Regions from separate parts of the Rattus norvegicus genome. Here region 2 is linked to region 1. Evidence: chromatin contacts called from public Hi-C data. All regions are on one chromosome and are shown on one strand. The core of a region is the stretch at or near the end of the contact, and the rest is flanking DNA. Distances in the headings are between cores, read along the strand shown. Region 1 has its middle 320 kb from the start of Pabpc6. Region 2 overlaps LOC102549608 (a long non-coding RNA gene).

Region 1 (5,939 bases), core at 1,047-3,546:
ACTTGGGATCTGGGGATAACTGCGTACAGCGGCATCAACCCAAGCCATCATGAGAACCACAGAAAAGCATTTCCTTGGAACCAAACTCTGACCTCATTAAAGCAAAAATGTTGACAGCTGCACCAAGTATGGCCAAGGGTGAAAAATGCCTAACCATATGTTCTTGTGCCGAGTTTTACTTTGACTTTATTCCCTTTATTTATTGACTTTGGTAAAGCACCTGTAATTTTACATAATGTTAAGCAAATGGTAGGAGTGGTCAGATTATGGGTGTTGGTTGCTGACGAGCCTAGAACATATATCGATAATCTATTAATGAACCAGGAGTAGCCCAGTTTACCAACTTTTAACAATGATCCCCACTCTCCTTCCCACTCCCACGCCCGGCCCGGACTAATTATCCTGCCTGTCCCTCCTGGCAATGGACCTAGAGTTACCGCCATCTCAACCAAATAGGAATGGGTCCGGTCAAAACACTGCTGCTCATTTTGACAGCCATGTTGTCTTCAGCCTCTGATGAGGGAGCCAGTAAAGCCCTGTGTTCAGTAATCAAAACCATGATCAAGGACAGTTCAGGGCAACAACTGGGACTGGCTGTGAGGTCTCTCTGACATGGGGCAGTCAATGATCAGACAGGGCAGATGCCATTGGCCCACCCAGAATAGAGGTCGCCTTGTATAAAGAGTCATGGCTAGAAAGAATGCGTTCTTTTAAAGGGTTACATCTTCCCTTGAATTTGTTTAAGACTCTCCCAGCTTCCTGGAGTTTCTTAGGTCTAGACTCTAATCCCTTTTCAGGACAGAGGGTGACCTAAATAGCCCAATGTACAGACAGCTCTCAGATCTGCAAGTAAATACAGCAAAATACAAAGTAATTGAAGCTGACCTCCCCTTAGTGCCTTAGAGAGAAAGCTCTCCTCTCATACCTCAGAACACGCGTGTGTATTGTTTTTCAGGGATGCACAAGCTGACTCGTCCAGTTTTAGCACCAAGCCAACAAAAATCACATGCCGTGGGCAAGTCCACTGTTTGTTTTTAAGCAAAGAGGGCCTTCTAGGATCCTTGGCCAAACTTGAAAAGAGGTGGGCTGAATGTTTAATTACAGAGGGTGACTTCACTTTATTAAAACGTCTTTGCTCATCAGTGAAGGAGTTGAGTCATGGGGCTGTGAGCTGTGGGGAAGGTCACACACAGGATGCTGTGGGTGATGCTGGAATGATGCCTGAGAGAGCCACTCACTCCATTACACACAAGCACACAGAGCCCCATGACATTCTCCCTGTGAGCTGGCCTGAACATGGCTCCAAAGCGTCCAGAGCTACCGAGACTCCTTTGGTCTCTAAAAATAGATCCCACTAGCTGCTAGAGACACTCGGTTGCTCTGGCCCCAGATGTGTAGCATGTAGGCAGCTAAGAGTGTGGGATTGCTCAGTGGGAAATGGGTGTCCTAAGAGAATTCAAGCCACAGATAGCATTATGAGATAGACTAGCTTTCAGGTTAAGTACCCCCGCCCCCAAATCTAAGATCTTTATGGTCCCTTTTATTGGTCACATGTTCCCAGGGGAGCTCTAGTCTTAGATGGAATCCTGTAACGTTTCTCCACCCAACGAAGCCCTAGCCTGATCCCAACTTCAATGCCAGCCCAAGCTATGGAGAAGCGCCTCTCTGTTTCTAAGATCGGATACTGAGTTGTTTTCTATTTTAAAGAGCCTTACCTCGAACATCAAAGAAACAGACCTTCCTTGTTTAAAATCTAGAAATAGACAATAGATAAGATCTGATTGTATTACATCCTTTAATAAGCAAAACTTGGCAGGCGAGAGGGTTCAACTATCAAAGTGCTTGTCTAAAAGTACAAGGACCTACGTGAGTTTGGTTCCTAGAACCCATTTAAAATAAAATTAGGCAGCGCGGCACATGCTTCCGGTGCTGAAGAGGTGGAGAGAAACAATTCTGACTAGTCCCGGCCAGTGGAACCCTACCTCAAAGTCTGCCTGGGGGGATGATAACAAGCATTGTCCTCTGCCCCTCACGCTTGAGCACACACCCACCCACCCAACGAATCCTTCAAGGTCATCCTGAAGAATCTATGCTCATGTTGTGATATTGTGAACAGTCAGCTGACCGCCTCCCACCAGCTCCTAGCCACACCTGTCCAGTAGCCAGAATCCAGAAAGCAAACAGCGTCTGAGTCCCTGGCGCTGTGAAACAAACCCTTAAACTGACCACAAACACAAGCACTTCTGTCAGGGGACCAACAGAATGGTATCACTCGGGAACTTGTGGAAAGCAGAGCCACGCCCACCCCAGTCCTCCAAGCAGCAGAGGGAGACTTTGAGATTGAGGGACAGCCTTATGTAGCAGTACACTGGGCTCATTGAAATCCCAGGCATGGGGAAGAATTTATCTTGATCCAGAGGTAAAAAGAGGACAGCACAAAGCAAGCTTATTCTGACTTATGTCCTCGAAATGAAAGCGGTGTCCCCTTTTGATTCTAGCAGCAACTTCCAAACTTGATGTCTGTCCTATGTTTTTTCAAAAGTGACAAAACACTCTTAATGTACATTATTTTTATTGCCTGGTGACCACCGCACTAGCGGACGCCAACAAGCAATTATGGGGACCGTGTGTTAGCTGTTCTGGATTTCTGTCACCCACTCGTCAGTGCTGTGTCTCGGTTCCCCAGACTGGCATTTCCACTTTGCATTTCTGCCAGCACCTGATCCAGGCCTTATCAGTTCTTAGTCGCTGAGCCACTGTTCCTCTGATAAGGGAGCTCAGACAGAAGAGAAACTATGAATTCTTTGGGGTGTGTTTATTTACATTCCCTGCTATTTAGACAGTTTAAATTCAAACCTTGGTCCTGTCTTCCCCCCTGAAGTTTAACCTTGAGAAGAAATTATTTCAGCAACGAAAAAAAATTATGCGTCCGTAGTTTTGAAGACTCCCTCCCCCAGGCCCGCTGAGTTAACTTCAAGAAACCTCCACCTCTGGCTGTGCATTTCACCTCAATGTCCCTGAGTATTTGCAACTTTCCTGAAACCAATGGGTATCTTTGCCGAATGGAAGAAATGAACTTGTCTGTAAGATCCGCGCCTCTTATGTCTGCTGATTCGGCCTCATTCACAGTTCAGCGTTTCCTAGCAGAAAAGGCTAGCGAGCTCCTGTAGCTGCCGTAAATACCTATTCTCCAGCCACACGAGCCTGACACGGAGTGTCATTTCCTCCACCGCATGGAGAAACATTATTCTTTCTTTAAAAAGGGAGCGCTACATTTTTGACGCAAACTTTGCCACACTCTGAATGATATGTGGGCTTTTTATGTTTATTAAACTGCTATCTGGCGGAAAAAAGCCGCCTAATATTTTGACATGAAGGTCATTTGAAAGTTTTACTGCTTGCAAGGCTGATCCATTTTGTTGACAAAAAGCTCTCTCAGGGATCCCTGAGGTACCCCCGCCTTCCTGCCTCTCCCAGAGTCTGACGTTTCTTTCCCCCCTCCCTCTTTACCTCTTCCCACCAGACAGCCGGCCCATTATGTATGTCCCCATGAATGACTAATTACCAGCTCATTAAGGTTGTCCCAGTGAATGATGCTATGGCCTTAGGAAAGGATTTGAGATAAACGTCCAAATCTCCATGATATTACTATAGCGGGGATGAGTGGGAGAGGGGAGGAAGAAATGGAGATGTTACAAGCTCCACCTATACAGTGTCGCAAGGTGGTTTGCCCTGCTTTGGGACAGCACATGCTACAACAATGCAAAGGAGTCAGCTAAAATGATGCACATGCCCTTAGGGTGCAGACCTCCAAAGGTGCCTTTTTTGCTGACACAGAAATCATAACAGAAGTGACGCAGGGACCTCCGGTGTATGCCAGTGTGCCTGAGAAGGGTGACGGGGAAGAAAGGGACTCCAGTCATAGACACCCCACAACGGACTCAAATGGGGCAAAACAAGGAGGTGAATTCTCTGCAGAGGACCAACCCCCACCAGAGGAGGGGACCGAACCAGCACAGTCCAGCCTTCATCTCTACAGAACACACACCAGTTGGGGATTTAGCTCAGTGGTAGAGCGCTTGCCTAGGAATCGTAAGGCCCTGGGTTCGGTCCCCAGCTCTGGAAAAAAGAACCAAAAAAAAAAAAAAAAAAAAAAAAAAAAAAAAAAAACCACACACCTTTGTGCTGTCTCTACATCATTTATTTTATCATTTGAACATTCAGGAAACAAACCAGGAATGGCCCCTGTTTTCCTTCCACTTTAAGGACACAGAAATCATTGCTGCCCCGAGAACAAAGATGGCCTTTCACGCTCCGCTCGTCCCCGGCATAACATTAGCAATAACAGAACAGCACAGACAGTAACCCTGAGGTAAATCAGATCTCACAGCCACCCGAAAAACCAAATTACCAGAGAACAAAGTGCAGCGGCACCTTCTAAAATGCCACCTGTACTTTAAAAGGACTTTGTTTTTATTTTACTCCCTCCTTTCAGGATCCTGTTGCCAATAACGATCTTGGGGTGTTATTTTCTCATTTCAGTAACAGCCCAGCACCCTAACTATTCTACTTAAAGAGTCTAAGGAAGGAAACAGCAACCTAAATAAACGAAGTCACATGACAAGATCCGGATTGTTTGTTTGTTTGTTTGTTTGTTTGTTTATTGTCTCATAATTACACTGAAGTTGCTTTTCTTCATAAAGCCGCCCCAAGCACCAGGGAACGAAGCCACGCATGCAGGGGCCCCTTCAGCTTCTAATGGGAGGCAGTCATCCAGAGCTAGAAGCACAGAACTAATTAATTATCACATTTGTCCAGGAATTCTCTGTAGCCATAGAGAGCTGAGACACTGAGCACTGCTCTGTCTACGAATGACAGAAATTTAGTACTGTTTGTTACGTCACGTGTCTCTGAAACATCTCAGCAAAAACCCAGATTATGCAAAAACCACACTTGATGTCTCCCTGTAGTGTCCATTCTGATGGACCCACTGTCACAGCCTATGTGAGCCAGTGAGGATCCCCAAAACATGTAGGAAACATAGGTAAATCTTAGGTCTCTCATTTAGTTAGTGGTGGGGGAAGGTGTGTGTGTGTGGAGGAGGTCAGAGGGCAGTTGTCAGGAGCCGCTTCTCTCTGCAAGCCCCAGGGATTGAACTCAGGTCCTCACAGTCACTCAGCAACTGACTTCACTCGCTGAGCGGGTCCCTCATCATGTCTCTGAAAGAGAGGTGGGATTGACTTACAAAGGGAAATTGGGGCTAATGTCCAGGAGACTCACATTTGTTAACAGCCTTGTCATTCACCTGACACATGCCAGGCAGTGTTTCTGTAGCACAGGCTAGCTCCTGATGCTTCCCATTCCCTCTTTTGTGACAGCCTATGCCATGTAAGAGTTTATAGACAGGTGATAGAAGAATCTACCTACTTATCTATCTATCATCTATCTACTGTCTTTTATCTATCATCTATCATTTATCTATCACCTATCTACTATCCATCATCTACTTATCTACTATCAATCATCTATCTACCATTGATCTATCTATCATTTATCTATTTTATCTATCACCTATCTACTATTATCAGCTATCATCTAACTATCTATCATTTATCATCTATTTATCTATCTATCCATCTACCTATCAACATAGGGTCTTATGCATCTCAATCTGACCTTGAACTCTCCGTGAAGTCAAGGATGACCATGAACATATGATCTTCCAAGTGTGTGACCACAGGTAGGCATCAGCATGTTTGATTTTTATGGTGCTGGAAATTTTAACCAGAGTTTCAAACACTCTAAGCAAATACTCAAATGACTGATATCCCCAGTCCAGGAAATATATTTGAAATGCAGGAAAGAGGTATCTGAATGCTGGGTCTAGAGAAGGGGGAGTGTACTTGGTTAGGCCCAGACACAGTTCATTCATGTCATGA
Region 2 (5,939 bases), core at 1,924-4,423, 220 kb before region 1:
CAAGATGGATGCCCTCCAACCTGACTTCTGGTTTTGTTCCTTCTCCTTCAAAATGGCGCATCGTGTCTGTGTCCTGTGGAAAATATGGTAGGTTTGGCCAGGGAGAGCAATGGCCAGGACATACAAAGAGAAGGAGCCTGTGACCACAATGTGTTCCCTGAGCTGAAGGACCCTGAGAGACCACATCTGGTCCCTGTGAGCATAGGCTTCCCACAGCTCCTTTCAGGTGGGTGAATTAAATAGTGAATACAGCATCATCACAGGCATGGAACCGAACAGAATATATCTCTGGCTTCTATTTAAAGTATATGTCTCCCACTCTCCCACCGTTGCATTTAATGTTTGTGGAATGTTAGACATGGGCAAACCATCAATGTCTGTCTGTGTGTGTGTGTGTGTGTGTGTGTGTGTGTGTGTGTGTGTGTGTGTGCGCACGCACCTGCCCATGCATGCACGCGTGTGTTCCCTACTCAGTAATTCACAGCCAGTTTCCTTACGTTTTGGTTCATACAGCCTGTCTTCCCCACCCCACTGCCAGGGACCCCTTCCCTGGGTTCAGCCCCCCCCCCCCCCACACACACACAGCTATTCAAAGCCTAGTTTTCTTACAGAAGTCTCCAAGACTAGTACCATCATTCTCTATAAACACCTCTCTTCTAGGAGCTGGGCTTGAGCCTGAATCTCCTCTCATACGGCCACTTGCAGCTTCCCAAGATAGCTGGGGTCAAGATTTAGTCAGCCTTCTACAAATAAAGCATACCCTGACCCAACCATAGACGCCTCTGGTTTCAAACAGTTGCATCAGCCGGCACTGAGCGAGAGAGAGAGAGCGTGCGAGAACGCAAGCTCGAACTGGCACTCAGTGAGAAGGGAGCTGCACGGCAGGAAAACCTTTTTCTAATTTTCCAAACCCATGTTAACTTATCTTTGTCAAAATTGTGAAGCACTAATGTGCCCAAATGAAAGGTCAGAGGTATAGACTTGCGTCCTGTCTTCATTTCCTGTAGGAACAGTCTATGTGGAGTCAGGCAGGGAGTGTCCGAAGAGGCTCACAGCTTACCTGGGCCAGTCCCCATGAAGAAGGCACAGATGCATGGGTATTGGCTATGGACCATTCGATGGTCCAGTAAAAACAGTGGAGCCAGGCTCTGAACCCAGCCTGAACCACGAGGACCCATGCTTACACACTCCCCTTCCAGTACAAAAAAACCCATTCCCTAACAAAGGTCCTTTAACAGGTCTAACAGAAAACCCCTCATTCTTTGGTAAGAAAAAAACAACTAAATAGGAAAAAAAAATACTCCCAGGGCAACCAGTTTCTGGCCCCTTTCTCTGTGGTACCCTAAGCAGCAGAGAGCTACAACCTTCCTTTGCAAAAATCTTAACTTGCTTTTCTTTAAAAATATAGACAAATTCTCAGCAGCATCTGCGTGCTGGGGACCTAACACCTGTACTCGACATGAGGGCAGAGACGCTCGCTGCTTAGTTTGGTTCCCCTGGGGTGGTATGACGTCTTCTGGATATTTGAGAACTGTGTGGCTACAACACACACAAAGAGAAACTTTAGTGATGTTGGTGAACCTTTCTAACACAGATGTTGAAAATCAGCAATCTGAAGGGCTTGGGATTGGCCCCAAACCTAGCATCGGACACAGTTGCTTTCAGACTCCTCACTAAAGCAGATTGCCCGTGTAGTCCACGCTGCTACTGAGCACTCGGGGGAAACTAAGGCAGGCAATCACTTAAAGCTGAACCCAACCTGCATTACCGGATGAGGTCCAGGCCAGTGTGGGCTCATTGTTGTCTTTAAAAACAAAACAAACAGAAAGACAAGATTTCCCAACCCAACCTCAAAGGCAAGCTATCCCCCAAGGTTCCTAGCCAAAAAAAAAAAAAAAAAAAAAAAAAAAAAAAATTTGCTTAGCATTCAGAGATGGGAGGAGGGGACACATGCTGGGCTTTAGAATCAGGGTGGATCCAGTTGCCCACACAAGTGGTATAGAATCAGGCTTGTCAGGCATCTCCTTAGGCAGATGATGAACTTATAAAGCAAGTGGGAAGGTTTGGCAAGAAGAGGGAGATGATGTAATTATATTATAATCTCAAAAAACTGTAATAAAACTTTCTGGTTGGGGTCCCCTGGGCCACTAGGGGGAGCCAGGAGAATGATATGGAAGGGTACTTGGGGGGTCACCAGATCTGAGGAAGAGCTTAGGAATCACTACCACAGTGACTTCTGAGAAGCTCACATCCCTCTCTGAGGTGCTCTGGAATCATGTCGCTGTGTGCGGTACAGACAGAGGTGCTCACTGAGGATGCTGGCCCTTCCCGAGTCCGAGACCCACAGCCTCAGTTCTGGGCAGCCAGAGGCACTCATAGCTAAGCATGAAGGACACGGAGGCCGCCAGGGCAGGGCTATTCTCAGACTGTTGGAATGGAGGTGACAGGTCACATCATGGTGGTGTTCAGAGCAATGAGGGACTTGGCGCTTGAGAACATAGCCGTAACTAGACTGTCTCTGAAATTTAGGACTCCTCAGAGAGGTGCAGCAGCAAACCCTGAATGGGGAGGGGCTGTTGGACACAGTCATTCGAATAGAACATTTCACGTCTCCAGGGCATCAAGCAGCACAGCCTGGAGTTACCACATCCACATTACCCAAGAGAAAGGTCACAGACTCCGCCCATCTAGCGTCTGCCCTCACTCATTTTTTTTTCCTCTTGAAGGAAAGTGCTGACACCATTTCCCAAGCCTTAATTATACATAAAAGCTCTCTCTTTAGTCAGAGAAAAGCTGGATGTAAACTCAAACCCATATTGACATTATTGACCCACCACTGCCCCACACGAGCCTTGCATCTGCCTGCCAGTATGACAGAAACTGGTGGACAAAGGACACAAATGTCCCATGTCCTTGACAGACGTACAGCTTTCATTTCCACATCGGGAGAATTCTGTCCTAGCAGATCTGCGGGGAGGAAGAGAAACAGGCTCCTGATAAGAGCTTGGCGTGCAACTCCCCGGCATCTTTCAAGTGACAAGCAAGAGCTTCTGTGGCTCACCACTCTCTGCCTAGACAAATTCTAAATATGGATCTGCACATATGTACAGATTAGACTGAGCACACAGGAGCAAAACAAGCTGGCCATCCGTCCCTCCTGTCCCCTCCCTCCGTAGGAATCTGGCTGGGGATGGAGGTTTGAGTTCCGTACGGACATTCTTAGAACCCAGCTGAGCAGAGCACAGGAAATCAACATGCCTGCATCGGAACTGTGTTCTGCTCCATTACCCCACTTGTCAACCAAGGGTTATGTTCTTGTTGCCCCAGGTCCTATATTCAAAAGGGGGCCCACATATTCCACCATAGCATCCCCAGTGCATTAGCACTTAATGGCCATGAATCATGGAGCAACACTCTGTGTGTTTAACCAAGGTTATGGGGGTGGGGGTGTTGTTGTTTGTTTGTTTGTTTGTTTGTTCAGCACAGTGCTATTTTGGTCTTGAGCATACTTTTGGCCTTTGTGGTTTTATGGAAATTCAGTGTCCTTCAAGGGAGGGGAAAGAGTGATGTGCACCCAGAAGAAATCTGGTTTCTCAGCTCAGGCCCTTGGCTGCTTTGGAGAAACTGGGAGACAATATTCTGAGCTGCTCAGCAGCTGTTTCTGGCTTCTCTATGGTTTACCTGTCCTTCAGTTTCTGGTGACATTGCCATCTTAGTCCCATTTAGAGGTCTGCTATCCTCTGTGGGCTTCAATCTCAAAATATTCTGCGATGGAGTGCCTCCAACACTGCCCAGGAAACCCAGCTGAAAACTCAGAATGTATGCGAACAAGAGGGTCATTCGCTTGTTCAGCTAGACCTTCCATTCATGTCAGAGAGGGTTTAACTAAAATGACCAAACAAAGCCTCTTAATTAGAGCTGAAAACAATAAAGAGACAGACAGACAGACAGGATGGATAGATAGATAGATAGATAGATAGATAGATAGATAGATAGATAGATAGATAGATAGATAGAAGGGTGGGTGGGTGGATGGATGGATGGATGGATGGATGGATGGATGGATGGATGGATGGATAGGCAGTCAGGCAGGCAGACAGACAGACAGACAGATAGATAGACAACAGATTCAAGATTCAGAAACATTTCTCCTGGGTAAAACTAAAGCTGAAAAACAAATTGTTCTGTAATCTATGAATCCCAGAAATGAGCCACAGTGGTTGGAATCACCAGTGTCTCTCCATTTTGAAGGAGTTTGGGTGGCTGCGTCAGGGTGCATGACGCTAACTGCTGTGTCAATGAATGACTACCTGGACTGGAGGGTATAAAGATGGCCTCTTTGTCAGTCCAGGCCGGTTCTCGGACTGTGAGAAGCTTTCAGGGCCCTAACCTCCTTCCTTACCATGACTGCAACGTTCGCTGGGCTGCATGGTACTCAGCCTCAAATCACAGATCAGAGAGGAAGGCGGAGAATAGCTTCCTAGCCACTATGACAAAGGAGTGATGGACACCACCTCTGCTTTTGTGTTCATGGTAAAGGTCACCAGGTCTTAAGAGTAAGCCAATGATGCTGGGAAGTGACATCCCCAACAGACCAATCATTTCCCAGAGACGAATCTCAGCAAGGCCAGAGCAGGCTGGGTTTCCAAGGACAGTCGGTCGTCGCTGACGTGCAGTCATCCAGTGTTGCAGTGGATCCTTGGGGCAGCATCTCTGACCTCGGTAAGTCTGTCCCACACCTTTGCAGTACCCAGGAACCTACAATTCTCCAACATATCAGGAAACCCATCTGTCTTCATCCTTCATGCAGATATAACTAATTCTGAAAACATTCTTACACTGGACTACGAATTCATGCTCATAAGCCTTCATACAGCGCTGACCCATTGGTGTTGCTTCTACCTTTCTAGAATCATCGGGATTTAGCTATATCCTTCAGTTGACGGGTTTTCAAGAGATCAAAGAGCCGTGTGCCTCCTTTAGGTGGTTAGTTTTTCTAAACATTCTCAGCCTCACATTGGTTCTGTCGTCCTTCACACTAGAATACTCATGTAGTTCAACCTTTCTAGGAAGTTTAGCTAATGGGGTCTGGAGAGGTGACTCAGCATTTAAAAGCATGTATTGTTTATTTGTTTATTTGTTTGTTTGTTTGTTTGCAGAGGACCCAAGTTCAGCTCACAGCACCCTTTTCAGGCAGCTCACAACTACCTCATTGAAATCCAGTTGCAGGAAAATATGGTCTCTGTGGGTGCCAGTATTCATATAGAGTACACACACACACACACACACACACACACACACACACACACACACACTCACACTCACACAAAAGTAATAAATCTTTTAAAAAATATTTTTGCTAAGAATAAGAACACAATATCAAGAAAACAGAAAACAGAAGCGGAAGCAGGGATGGGGAGATGGGTGGAGAAAGTCTCAGTGCACCCCCATTATACAGAGAAGCTTGCTCTGAGCATCCTTCTGACCCCAGTGCCTTACTGGCTGTGGCTGGGTTACCTGTGGTCCTCTGTTTTCCTACCCAACCTCCGTCAGCCTTTGTGCACGGTGGGGCCAGGGTGTTTGTTTCCAGCCAATGCTTTCTGAAGCTTAAAAAGAAAAACACAGCAGAATTAAAACGATGACAAAGGGGGCCTGAGACCGAAAGGCGGTATGTGGGCTTTACATCCCCAGAGCTGTGCTCTGCACAGAGAGGTGACCATGCAGTAGATGCCCAGTCTCTTTGTGTCCAAAAGAATTAATAAAGTTCAGATTAAATATTAAAAAGGAAAGCTCTAGCCAGCTGTTTCTGCAGGAAAGCTGAGAAATGGAGAGTTTGCTACTCCTCTGCAGGGCTGGCTCTATAAAAATAACAAGATTTTTTTTGATACAATTAAATTTTGCAATTAGAAATTGCACCACGTATAAGAACACTTTACATT

What was found. A called contact is a pair of places that touch in the nucleus more often than the background predicts.
Region 2: a Hi-C map of frontal cortex shows a contact between it and region 1, with 2.4 times the contacts expected there. The contact joins two enhancer-like sites. A contact is called at or near these places in 2 of 12 Hi-C or Micro-C datasets (frontal cortex and mammary epithelial cells) and 1 of 1 datasets of contacts at active chromatin or transcription factors (oligodendrocytes).

The regions. Positions count from the first base shown.
Region 1 is chr1:53,271,373-53,277,311 of GRCr8, reverse strand. No RefSeq gene overlaps it. Among named protein-coding and RNA genes, the nearest start is that of Pabpc6, 320 kb to the left of the region's middle. Within about 2 kb of position 2,296, at least 34 of the 93 cell types and tissues checked have an H3K27ac peak or open chromatin away from gene starts, as enhancers often do.
Region 2 is chr1:53,494,450-53,500,388 of GRCr8, reverse strand. It overlaps LOC102549608 (a long non-coding RNA gene), which reads left to right. Exons shown (of 4, transcript XR_005497996.2): 2 at 1-226; 3 at 4,540-5,939. Among named protein-coding and RNA genes, the nearest start is that of Pabpc6, 95 kb to the left of the region's middle. Within about 2 kb of position 3,173, at least 30 of the 93 cell types and tissues checked have an H3K27ac peak or open chromatin away from gene starts, as enhancers often do.